2 separate regions of the Triticum aestivum genome follow, and region 2 is linked to region 1. The links are chromatin contacts, called in public Hi-C maps. All regions are on one chromosome and are shown on one strand. The core of a region is the stretch at or near the end of the contact, and the rest is flanking DNA. Distances in the headings are between cores, read along the strand shown.

Region 1 (6,344 bases), core at 243-2,742:
TGCATTGGCCTCGGATGGATTTCAGGACGGCAATTTTTGCTCTGTCTGCTCTCACATTGTTGAGTCCGACCCGGATTACTCAGAGACCAATGCGGCTATATCAAACGTTCCTGTACTCCCTGATCAGCGGGGCCGGGGAAGAAGGCCCGCGATGCCTCCGCCGTTGAGGGACATGCTGCCGCTGGCCGCGACGGCGACCGAGTGCCGGCTCACCGGACTAGGCACGATCAGGAGACGCACCAACCAAAAGCAAACGCCACCCGTGCACAGTGCGCGTGCACGGCCACCTCACCGTCGTCTACGGAGCCGCTCGGCCTGCCGCGACGAGATCCACTGGATGCTCACGCGGACGCCGGCCCTCCGCGGCTTCGACCTCGCCGCCACCAACTGGGACGGCGGCTTCTTACCCGACGACCTTGCCGGAACCATCACGGAGAGGGCCCGGCTCGACGAGGAAGGCCATCACGGCGGCGACGCGCCGCGCTTCAGCCTCGACCTGTCCCTGACCGTCTTCGTGCGGGCCGTCTGCAAGCTGCTGGCGCTCGCGTGCAGGGAGGCCGCCGCCCAATGTGGGCTGTCCGTGGCGGACCGCTATTTGCTGCTGCATATGTCAGGATCAGGATACCGCGGCTGCTGAGGGCGGCAACGACGACGGCAACTTGAGGCTGCCGTGCTCACACACCTTCCACGTCCGCTGCCTTGCGCGGTGGTTCGAGAAGGTGACGACGTGCCCCCTGTGCCGCCGCGACATGGTCGTCCACGTTGAGGCCGCCTACGCACACGAGAGCAAGGCCGTGGCCGAGAAACTAAAGGCCATATACAGGAGTATAAAATTGGACCCTGATTGCTAAAAGAACAAGTAATAAGTTTTTGCCCATTCAGCATATAGACATTTCAGCTAAAAAAAGCATATAGATATTACAGATTTCTCTCATAATTATTGGAAATGCTAAAAAGGGAGTAACGGGCCGGGAAATGGCAATGTAATCATATACTTATAGAAGAAACTTTTTCATGTACATTTGCTTGGTTCCATTCCATAATCTGCCAAACTAACCAGCCAACACTTTCATCATCTCTCTTCGAGTATGTATATATGACGTTTGTGTTCACACAAAAGAACAAGAAAAGAAAAAAGGCCTGCACCAAGCATAGCCGGAGGGGCTCAGTCGGAGTCGTCGCGGTCGTGCCAGCAGAGGAGCATGGAGACGCACCGCCCGAGGATGTACAGCCTCGTCTTGTGCTGCTTCAGCATGGCGCAGCAGCTGCCCTGCCGCGGGCGCCGCGGCGGCGGCGGCCGGGAGCGCCGATGCTGCGCCGCCGTCGTCGTGACGAGGTTGCTGTACGCCGTGCAGACGGAGTGGGGGACGGAGGCGGCCGGGAGCTCCATGTTTTGAGACGAGCGGGCGTCGCGGCCTAACGAACGCGAGGATGCGTGGACACGTGTAGAGAGAGTTTTGAGATGGACTGGTGCTGGGAGTCTGGGTCTGGAGGAGAGCGATGAAGAGAGATCGATGCCGGTGGTTAAATAGGCCCGGTAGGGTGGATGGATCTTCCAGGGCCGGGCCCCCGTGAGGTGGGGTGCATGTCAGCACGTGGCGGTGGGCCGGATTCGGTGAACTGGATGGTGACTGGGCACTGACGATTTTGGCCTCTCGCATGTTTTTTTTGGCACACATGCTGTTTTTCTTTGTCGAAAAAAAACATGCTGTTTTTCTTATAAAAATCTCTGGCCCCCTCAAAAAAAAATATAAACTCTCTCACTATATGGTACTATTACTTTCTGTGTCATGCAAACCTTATGCAATGGCAACTAAACGTAATGTTAACGTTACATGACATTATTTAGAAAAGATGGGCTATTATAGATTATTCAAAACAATAAATTAGGTCACCTTTTTCTCTTGAAAACGAGGATAACCCCGGTTTCTACAACGAGCGAATGCACACAACCATCAGGTCACCTAAAATACTATGTTCTTCGTTCACAAATATAAAAACATTATGGATATCTTAATATGGACTACATACAGTCTTAGATAAGTGAACAAACATACTAAGCGTGTATATGTACCCGATTTAGAGAAAAATTAGAATATCTTATATTTATGAATAGAGGGAGTAACGAGATACATATCTCTTTTTTTTTGCGGGGTAACAAGATACATATCTCGGGAGTAACATATTATACTATGTATGTATTTTGGAGATAGGTATCATACATATGATTAGCAGGTCTCAAAAATTATCCGATATGGAGAAACTTATTCGACTTTGCTACTTAATGTTATTGGTTATTTGCCCACCTTCAACCAATTCAAATGAAAGAAGATGTGCCCTTCATCTAAGTCCTTCCGCTCCACTAGTGAGTTTGCGTCGGTCTTTTCTTGGCGGGGGTCGGGCCGCTCATGTTTATTTGCTCGTCGTCGACTATTGTTACCTCCCTCATGCTAACACAACCCTCAACAAATTTGCCGCCCTTCTATGTTATCAGAGCTCGGCATATAATCATTACTTAATTATCCAGCTTGGGGCCGACCACTACGATGGCTTATGTAGTGACTTCGTCAATCTCAAGATATTGTGTTGGCTCGGTATCTCGAATGTGTTTATAGGGATAGTGTGTGCATACATGTGTTTATAGGGATGGGTGTATATGCGTATATGAGGCCATTTTCATTTGTATTGTATAAAAAAATTGGTATCAACCAGTAGCATATCGCAATGTTAAAAAAAAGCATATCGCCACCCTAACTCCTTTAGCCCCGGCCTCTGAATGTTGTGGTGCCAAAATTTAGTTGATAGCACATTGGTATTTTATTTTGCGGGATTGCTAAATCTCGGTCGACTAAGACTTTAATCAAATTTCAGTCAATGTTAGATTCGTGAGATCTTATGTGAAGATCTGTGCATTTTTTTTGTTTTTATATATTATGTCACTTGACTAAGAATTGGTTAAATCTCAGTGGACTGAGACCTAGCCACACTCTTTACTTTAACCTGGCAAAGTGGCAAATCTAGAGTAAAAGGTTTAGCTACAAGCCTACAACACGCACCATTTATGGCTAACTCGTTATAATTTTAGACATACACCCTCATAGCCAGCATCAGGTTTGCCATATGGCACTGCAGCTTTTTCACAACACACGACTCACGACTGACGACTACTTTTCACAGTTGAGATTGGTCTCTCTTTCCAATCTTAGTACAAAAAAGAGTCAAAGAGGCATTAATGTTTTGCGGGTTCTAGAAAAACATTCGAGATTGGCGTGCGATGTGTTGTGTGCCATAGTGTCCACAATGAGAAAGCAAAAGCAAGAGGCAAAATGGGAAACTGGCTTCACAAGACAAATCAGCATTCTTTTTTTTTCCTAATATATTGATATAGCAGAATAATATCCAGTTACACCCAAGACCTAGGTCAGGAGCTCAAACGCTCGCACGCGCGCGCACGGTCCACCGACGGCGGATGGAAGGCTGGCCGGCGTTCCTCCAGCCCCACAGGGCATCATGATTCAACCTCTCCGTCGGCGTCCACGCGCGCGCGCGCACGGGCACACGTACGATGCCGTTGCGCCCACGAACGTTTGTGCCTGTACACCAGCGACGCGCACGAAGGCTTCCGCTGCCGCGCGGGCGGTGGCGTCGTCTTCCTCCTCCGCCCGCGAGCTCCGGACACACCACGTTCCCGCACCGCACGCGCGTCCCTTTCCCATCATCGCCTCACTGTGGGCGCGCGCCCACGCCGCTACGTCCATACGCGTACGCGCCGCGCGGCGTCCTTGTCCCTCGTGCATGCATTTTCTCCTCTCTCTCTCACACACACACACAATGTCGAAGTGGTCCATGGCGTCGACACTACAGATAGATGAGATGATAACACTGACTAGGACCGGCCAATGCACACACACACGTAGCTCTCGGCGTTCAGGCAGACAGCCAGTCCACGCACGTACGGGGCTGCCCTCGTGGGATGTCGCTCACGCACTAGGGCCCCGGGAATGGATGCTTCCGCCAGCAAAATTTGACACGGCGCGAGAGAGATGCTAGAGAGGAGGAACAGACGCCAGGAATGGCTGCCGATTGGCACCAGCTGTCCTGTCTGCGCAGCGTCGATGCGAGCAAGCAAAACAGAAAGAAAAAAGAACAAAGACTCGGCCAATAATTGCAGATCTCTCTCTCTCTCTCTCTCTCTCTCTCTCTCTCTCTCTCTCTCTCTCTCTCTCTCTCTCTCTCTCTCTCTCTCTCTCTCTCTCTCTCTCTCTCTCTCTCTCTCTCTCTCCCAGTCTTCGTATCATCCCTAGCGTGCGAGCTGCAAGGACAGAAGATGGAACAGCCACCAGACTCTGTTTGGTTTCAATAATTGAGTCAATGAATAACGCTTTGCAGCTCATACTACGTACGTAGGTAGGAGGAGGACAACACAGGTGGTTGGATCTGCAACTGCATGTGTGCTAAATACGTATACAATATAAACGTGTGGATTTACACATCGTTCCGTCCCTCGCACTCACCCAATGAATGATTGTAGCCTTCTAGTAGGAATCCGTATGACTCTCGAATGGTCATACTCACACCTCGATTTACACATTACGCAGTCCCTTGTGCTCATCCAGACAGGATGGTCACTGATAAAGCTTATGTTGCTTGTGAGTGCATTCATTGTATCGAGAAAAGTTTTTGGTACCTATAAGCTTGATCCTATCAAAGGATTATGATCGGATGGATAGAGGTTACCTTAAGCAGATGATGCAAAAGACTGGCTTCACTCGGATTGACTGGATCATGACATGTCTCATCATTGTGAGATGCTCCATGTATAAAATATAATGGAACAACCTTGAATTCATTTGCTCCGTCGCACATGGGCTTCGACAAGGTGATCCACTTTCCCTATGTTTGCTTCTGCTTTTTCATTTATGGCCTTTCTGCATTTAACAACAAAGAGACATCTTTGAATAATTTTTCACCGGCGAAGGCGCGCGCGTTGAAGAGCATTGGAAATTCCTCACTTGTTTTTTGCAGATGACACCCTCCTATTTTTTTCCTAGGAAAATCAAACGCAGGGTCTCCGAGTTAGAGGTATCCTTAATACTTATGCCGAAGCCACTGGACAATTTGATAAACCCAAGCAAGTGCTCCATTTTGTTTGAGGAATCTTGCCCTTGGGCAGACCAGAAAGTTGTTCGAGCAGCCTTACAAATTGAAGTTGCAGGATTTACGGAAAGGTACTTGGGGTTGCCTGTTAAACAATGTATTCTACGATATTGTATAAACCGTATAGTTAGCCGTATAGGAGTGGTGGCGTGAGTTGTTAGGATGTTATGATTGCTTTCTAGCGGTATAGGAGTGGTGGCGTGAGTTGTTAGGTTGTTATGATTGCTTTCTTGGAGATCAATCCAAACCTAGCCACATGTATATCTCCTGTAACCAATCGGCCTTGTGCCCTATATTAACACGCAGCGCGTCCCTGCTCAACGCATACGCTCAACCTAGTCTTCACATGGTATACAGAGCCCTTTCTCTTCACCGCATCTAGCCATGTCGAGCTCCTCCTGTTGGGGAACGTTGCAGAAAACAAAAATTTTCCTACTCGTTTCACCAAGATCATCTAGGAGTTCATCTAGCAACGAGTCATTGGATGCATCTACATACCTTTGTAGATCGCGAGCGGAAGCGTTCAAAGAACGGGGATGATGTAGTCGAACACGACGTGATCCAAATCACCGGAGATCCTAGCACCGAACGGACGGCACCTCCGCGTTCAACACACGTACGGAACAGCCACGTCTCCTCCTTCTTGATCCAGCAAGGGAGGGAGGAGAGGTTGAGGGAGATGGCACCAGCAGCAGCACGACGGCGTGGTGTTGATGGAGCTGCAGTACTCCGGCAGAGCTTCGCTAAGCACTATGGAGTTGGAGGAGGTGTTGGGGAGGGAGAAGGAGGCAACCTAAGGCCAAGGACTCAAGGTATGAAGTCCCTCCTCTCCCCCACTATATATAGGGGTGCCAAGGGGGGGTGGCCGGCCCTAGGAGATCCAATCTCCTAGGGGGTGCGGCGGCCTAGGGGGGTTTCCCTCCCCCCCAAGGCACCTAGGAGGTGCCTTACCCCCTAGGACTCTTCCCCCTTAACCCTAGGCGCATGGGCCTATGTGGGGCTGGTGCCCTTGGCCCAAGCAGGCCAAGGCGCACCCCCTACAGCCCATGTGGCCCCCGGGGATGGGTGGCCCCACCCGGTGGGCCCCCGGGACCCCTCCGGTGGTCCCGGTACAATACCGATAACCCCGAAACTTGTCCCGATGCCCGAAACAGGACTTCCCATATATAAATCTTTACCTCCGGACC
Region 2 (5,971 bases), core at 252-2,751, 190 kb after region 1:
ATGTTGCAAATTTTGGCATTATAGAATCAACCTTTTCATCAACAGTTTTCCGCAATCCTACAGCTTGACCACAAACCAATTATGCAAGGAAGAGAAAAGGATCAATCTACATTCCGAAGGCACGCCAGAAGTCGATGTTTTTTCCCAGTGGCATGCAACGAGTAGGAACTTAGGAACGATAGGATTAGTGGATCCAATGTAACATCTACCAACCCTAGAAACAAAGATCAATTGTGGCAGACCAAGATACTAGTTCAAACGCCACGTCGACACATTTAGCTCAAATGAGCATTACAATGAAAACGGAGGAAACAAAAAAAAATGCTGCAATAATGCCCCTCCTAATCATCAATGCTCACCATTCCCCCAAATCACCTGGCCGTCTGATACGCATGGAGAGCAGCAGAAACAGGGAAACCAAATCCAACGGGCATTACTCATAAAAGCAGCATCCATCTCAACCCAACAATGTGGCTATGCGAATTCAATATTCCGCATAAACACAACCACAAGATCAAATCCAGTGGCTCACAACAATTCAATCAGACCAGCAAACCCTGAACGCGAATCAGCAAACCCAGAGGCAAACAGAACCACACCCAATTCCGACAATCGGGGCAATGCGGTCTTTGTATGAGGCAAGACGTCTTTTTTTTTCGAAAAGAGGTAAGGCATCATATATCGTTCCACAGGACTACACCTGACTTTATGAAACATCGCGAAGAATGAGGGCATTTGTGCAAGGTAAGCATCGGTCACCATCCAAAGTTCCAATTCTTTTTGTCTAAAAATTTGGCATCACAGAATGTTTCATCAAATGAAAAAAAAACATACAATCCTAGAACTTGACCACAGACCAATCATGGAAAACAGGCTAATCAGAATTCCAAAGGTAAACTGCAAGTTAACACACAATCTTTTTTTCCAAGTGGTGTGCATTGGATTAGCGGACCCAATGTGGAAAATACACCTACCAGCACCAGAAACAAAGACCAATTCCGGCAGGCCCCAAACACTAGTTCAAACGGCGCCACAAAATACTAGCGCAACGGAAGGAAACAAGAGAAACGCTCCTCCTAATCGTCAACGCCATCAAATCACCGGGACTGGTTCAAAAAAAAAATGCATGTGGAGAACGGCAGCTACAGGGAAACCAAATCCAACGGGCATGTTACTCACGCCGTCTCAACCCAGCTACGTACGTACGTGGCTACGAGAATCCGATACCCAGCACGAACACGCCGACAGGAGCAGCCCGGCAGCTCGCAGCCGATTTCAATCGAGCCGGCGAACCTTGCGGCGACCGGCGCCGCCCCCCGACCCGATCCCGGAGCGAGGAAGGGAAGGGACGCACGTACCGGGCAGGGCGGGGGAAGGGGCGGGGCGTGGGCCGAAGCTTGGAGCTATAGGCCTCGTCCTCCTCTGGTCGTCGTCGTCGTCGCGGCGCTCCTGGCGGAAAATTCTATTCTCTCTCCTCCATTTTTGTCTGCTCCGTCGGTGCTTTGCCTTATGTAGGTCAGCGGTCAGGGACGAACAGGTCAAGCGGGGGTCAAGCGGGGGCAGCTCGGTAATTATAGATGGAACGCATCGCGGCCGTTCGTGTGGCCAGCGGGGCGGGATCGGACGGCCGGGGGGAGGTGGGCGGGTAGGCCGTTGGCGCGTGCAGGATTAGAAACTTCTTTGTTTGAAAACGGAGTCGTTTTCCTCGTAGAAACCGTGTGGGATTAGGTAGAGTAACAGTAGGGGCAAAGGATTATTAAGCCTTTATTTATTTCTTTTTCTTTTTGGCTTCGACTAATGTTAGGTAAAACAACAAATGGCCAGTGCATAACACATTTTCCCTCTCGCAAATATAGCAAGCGCACATTTCAGGTGTGCGATTGTCCTATTTTTAGCAGAGTGACTAGTTAATAATAAATCTTTAAAATTGCTTATCTTTTCTAAGAAGCACCATTTGTTATGTCAGTGAATCATGATGATTTAAGTACTATATAGATTCCTTTTTTTCACAAAATGTGGTTTTGCGTTTCTGCTGAATATTGTTGCCCTTTCTACACTTTACACCCATGGATAGAACAGACAAGTTCAAATTGAATGCAGAACTTTGCAAAAAAAAAAAAAACTCAACGGCTTGGCCACTGAAAAAAATAGTCAATTGACACTGACACTCGCAGGTAAACATCATTTACAAAAGTAAGGCATATGTAGGAAATTGGAGTTTCATTGCTCCATTTGAATTTTCTGTAAATGTGATCACAGCATCAGCATCCGCAAAAAACTGTGCAGTACATCAGCTTCGAAACAAAAATGCCATTCGTTTCCAATCAATAAACAGAGAGCCGACTCAAGCATTGCCAATTTACGCATCTAGTTTCTTCTCAGCTTCACCAATCACCCGCAGTTGCTCGAAAAAGGCAGTGAGTTTCCTCATGTCCTCCTCTTGGACGCTGGGCGGGGCCTTCTCTCTGTAACCGGACGCTTCCATCTTCTGAGAAAGGGCATGCTGTAGCCTGCGCGCATGGATAACAAGAAACCATGTTACAGGTGATACAGTGGGATTAACAACAAGGACAACCATACATGCGGATCTTTAGCGGGAGAGAACAATTAGATGGCAAATCAGGCTTACTTTTGGATTTCATCCCTCTTTTTCCTTAGCTTTTCGAGCTCCACTTCCGCGTTTAGAGCTCCTTGAAGCTGAAGGTATACGGACAGATCTTTGTTGACAACAGCAGTCGAACAGTCAGGTGGAGTTTCGTCACTCTCTGCCAGGATCTGGAAATTGTCCAACATCAAATCAGTGTTTTTCATCAAACAGATGAAAAAGGATAAAAACAACTACTCCCTCCGTTCCTTGATATAAGGTGTATAGATTTTTGAGAAAAAATCCGAAATATAAGGTGTATTGCATTGCACCACTTGGCTGGATAATGTTTTTAGTGAATTTATTATATTTCCATATATTAGGCTAGCTCCTCTATTTTCTCATGTTAATTAGTTAGGTGTAATCTCACCCATAACTTGTGAAATTTTTTCTCCACATGCATTCTTTAATTTCCGTACCAAAAACTATACACCCTATATTAAGAAACGGAGGGAGTATGAAAATTGATTATTCTGCGATAGACAGTCACTTGAGATGATATGCTCCACTCCAGGCTTTACCAAAACATTAGATCCGTAAAGGAAGTTTTCAGATAATAAAACACATAATACAGCTAAGGAAATGCAAGGCAAAACCTTAAGTGACGATACAGAAGAAAGAGACACCACTAGAGATTGATAGCACTGAACAGTGGCAGCAATATCTTCGCCTCGACAAAGTGCAAAAGCAGGTCGCCTGTTCATGAAAAAGATAAGAAATAAGATGTCGATTTGGCAAGCCAACTGTAGAACAAGAAGAATCAAGCAACCATATATATCATGCACAGTACATTGTGAACACAAAGCCCAGGTACATGACCACATATACACACCTCTCATTTGTATCTGTTGGTGGCTTCAGAGATCTTAGTTTGTTCACAGTATCCAAGATAATACTAAATTCACTTTCAAGTTTATCATCTGCCCATTCCTGTGATAAAGAACAATTGTTTTCCACTAAGAAAAGGATATTGCAACATGAAATTCGATGTATTTAAAGTCTTCTGTTAGACATGAGTATTACCTGAACAACAGATGGATATTCTGATATCATGATGGAATTTTTTCTGCAAGAATCTTTGGGCTGAGGAAGACGCTGCCAGAGTTCTTCTGTTACATAAGGCATGAATGGGTGGAGCAGACGCAAACCATTGTCGAGGCAAACCCATAGGGCATCTCTACAAGCAGCTCTTGCTGAATCGAACTCTTGAGAGTCATTGAAGAAGTAAGGTTTTACAGCTTCTATAAATACATCACATAGCTGGTATTGCCACCATGAGTAAATAGCAGATGTTGCATCGGCGAACTTGTATGCTTCTAATGAGGTCACAGTCTTGCCAATAGCCTTGTTAAGTACCGAGAGTATCCATTTGCAGACCGGGGGCATTGAAGACACAACAATGGTTGCTGGTGGAGTATAATGATCGCCAAGTTTGCCCATTGCAAAACGAATGGCATTCCACAATTTATTGCACCATTGGCGATATCCAACAACCCTCTTGATATCAAGATTTATCTTGTCAGACTGCAAAACAAGAGAGATTCTATAAAAAGATGAATTGGGAGCTTATAATACTACAACAGAAACTCAAATGGGTGTGACTATAACCTGAGAAGTGTAAGAAATCAGTGCGAAACGGAGTGCATCAGTGCCACATTCAGCAATGCCATCAGGAAAATCTTTCTTCTTCCCTTCTCTTGCAACACTTAACTCATTTTGATCCAGGTTGCCTTCTTCCAAACGTTTCAGGAGATCTTCCAGTGTCGTACCATTTATCACCTCGAGGGGATCAACAACATTACCAAGTGACTTGGACATTTTGCGGCCATGTGCATCACGGATCATAGGATGCAAATACACCTGCAAAAGAGGGTGCAATCATGATTCAGTATGCAAGACAATTAAAGCATATCTTCAACTAGAAAAGAGTTGAAGCTCAATATGGTTGGTTAAATAAATAGTTTCGGAATTTAAAGAGAAGCACCTTCCATCCAGAAAAGAAAAGGAAAGTTAATGAGTTTAAGCATTTAACACTACATGATAGTCTCAATCAAGCACACAGTACAATATGACAAAGGACGATGATGACAGAAATGTAACTTGTGTTCAAAATTAACTAAGAACAGAGTTCATGCAGGAAGCTGACCCGTTGACACAAATGACAGATCGCGGAATAATAATTGAAAAAGGGTGGAAGTTTCTCTAACGAGTATCTGGAAAACTTATAGTGCACTATATTGTCAAACAATTACGCTCTCATTTTTTTAACTGAACCTTGTCTGTAACATCCACATACTCCAACTACCAAGGTTTAAGGTAGATTGCCGTGAGTAACATATCTTCAGAGTTCAATCAGGACAACACTGGAATGGCATGTAGAGGAAAATGGCAGAGCAGCAAATAGTGCAAAATGGACAACCTCATTAATCCATTCAGCAAATGTCAGTAGAATTCATAATGCATGATTTTGTGAAACAATGGTGGTTATGCACTGCCACTATTAAATGTAGATTGCTTCAGTTTTTGGACATTTGGGCATAGCTACTGTTACACTAAAGCAAAGTTTCACTATGTCCAGGCCTATGGAGACAGAAGGAAGAGGTAGCTATAAGCTAAAGAGTGCGCACAAGGAATTAGATTATTTATGTATAATGGATTATTAGAACTGTAGATAGAATACAGTTTAATTGTCAGAGAAAAACATTTCTGTCGTTACCTTCTGAAATGGCACATCACCACCAAGTTGCATACCCATCATCACCATACGTGCCACCCAGAAGAAGAGAATATCAAGTCCAGTTTCAAGTACTGAAGTAGGGTAGAAAGCACGAAGATCAGCAGTATCATCTGGCCAACCAAGCACTGTCAATGGGAAGAGACCAGATGAAAACCAAGTATCCAAAACGTCAGGGTCTTGATTTAACTGGAATTTCTTCCCCGGATACTTTTTCTGTGCCTCAAGCATTGCATCACATTCATTCCTTGCGACTATCCAACGGTCATTGTTTGATCCCAGATCATTCAATTGCTCATCTTCTAGTGTCACATACCACGCAGGTACACGATGTCCCCACCAGAGTTGCCTTGAAACACACCAATCGCGTATATTTTCAAGCCATCTGCAAGAATGGTGGATGGATCATGTTTCTTGATATTTCATTACTTTCAGCTGAAGTCTGCAAGAGGTGGCACTTATAACTAGGCAAAAGGAGATACCTGTACCAGTCTTGTTCATATTGTTGCGGAATAATCTCAATTTTTTTGGATCTTACAGCATCAAGACCTGCCTTTGCCATCGTATGGCAATTAACAAACCATTGAGGCTTT

Evidence for each region. A called contact is a pair of places that touch in the nucleus more often than the background predicts.
Region 2: a Hi-C map of leaf shows a contact between it and region 1, with 4 times the contacts expected there. The contact joins the promoter of LOC123060466 here to the promoter of LOC123058013 in region 1. A contact is called at or near these places in 1 of 5 Hi-C or Micro-C datasets (leaf) and 1 of 1 datasets of contacts at active chromatin or transcription factors (leaf).

What each region holds. Positions count from the first base shown.
Region 1 is chr3A:94,136,644-94,142,987 of IWGSC CS RefSeq v2.1, forward strand. LOC123058013 (small polypeptide DEVIL 10) reads right to left here and starts at 1,493. Exons shown (of 1, transcript XM_044480857.1): 1 at 962-1,493. The coding sequence starts at 1,390. The coding sequence ends at 1,166.
Region 2 is chr3A:94,326,374-94,332,344 of IWGSC CS RefSeq v2.1, forward strand. It overlaps LOC123060466 (E3 ubiquitin-protein ligase At1g12760), which reads right to left and starts at 1,502. Exons shown (of 5, transcript XM_044483200.1): 1 at 1,359-1,502. It overlaps LOC123060467 (valine--tRNA ligase, mitochondrial 1), which reads right to left. Exons shown (of 22, transcript XM_044483204.1): 15 at 5,861-5,971; 16 at 5,361-5,763; 17 at 4,253-4,504; 18 at 3,668-4,168; 19 at 3,477-3,574; 20 at 3,241-3,340; 21 at 2,630-2,775; 22 at 2,140-2,510. The coding sequence ends at 2,360.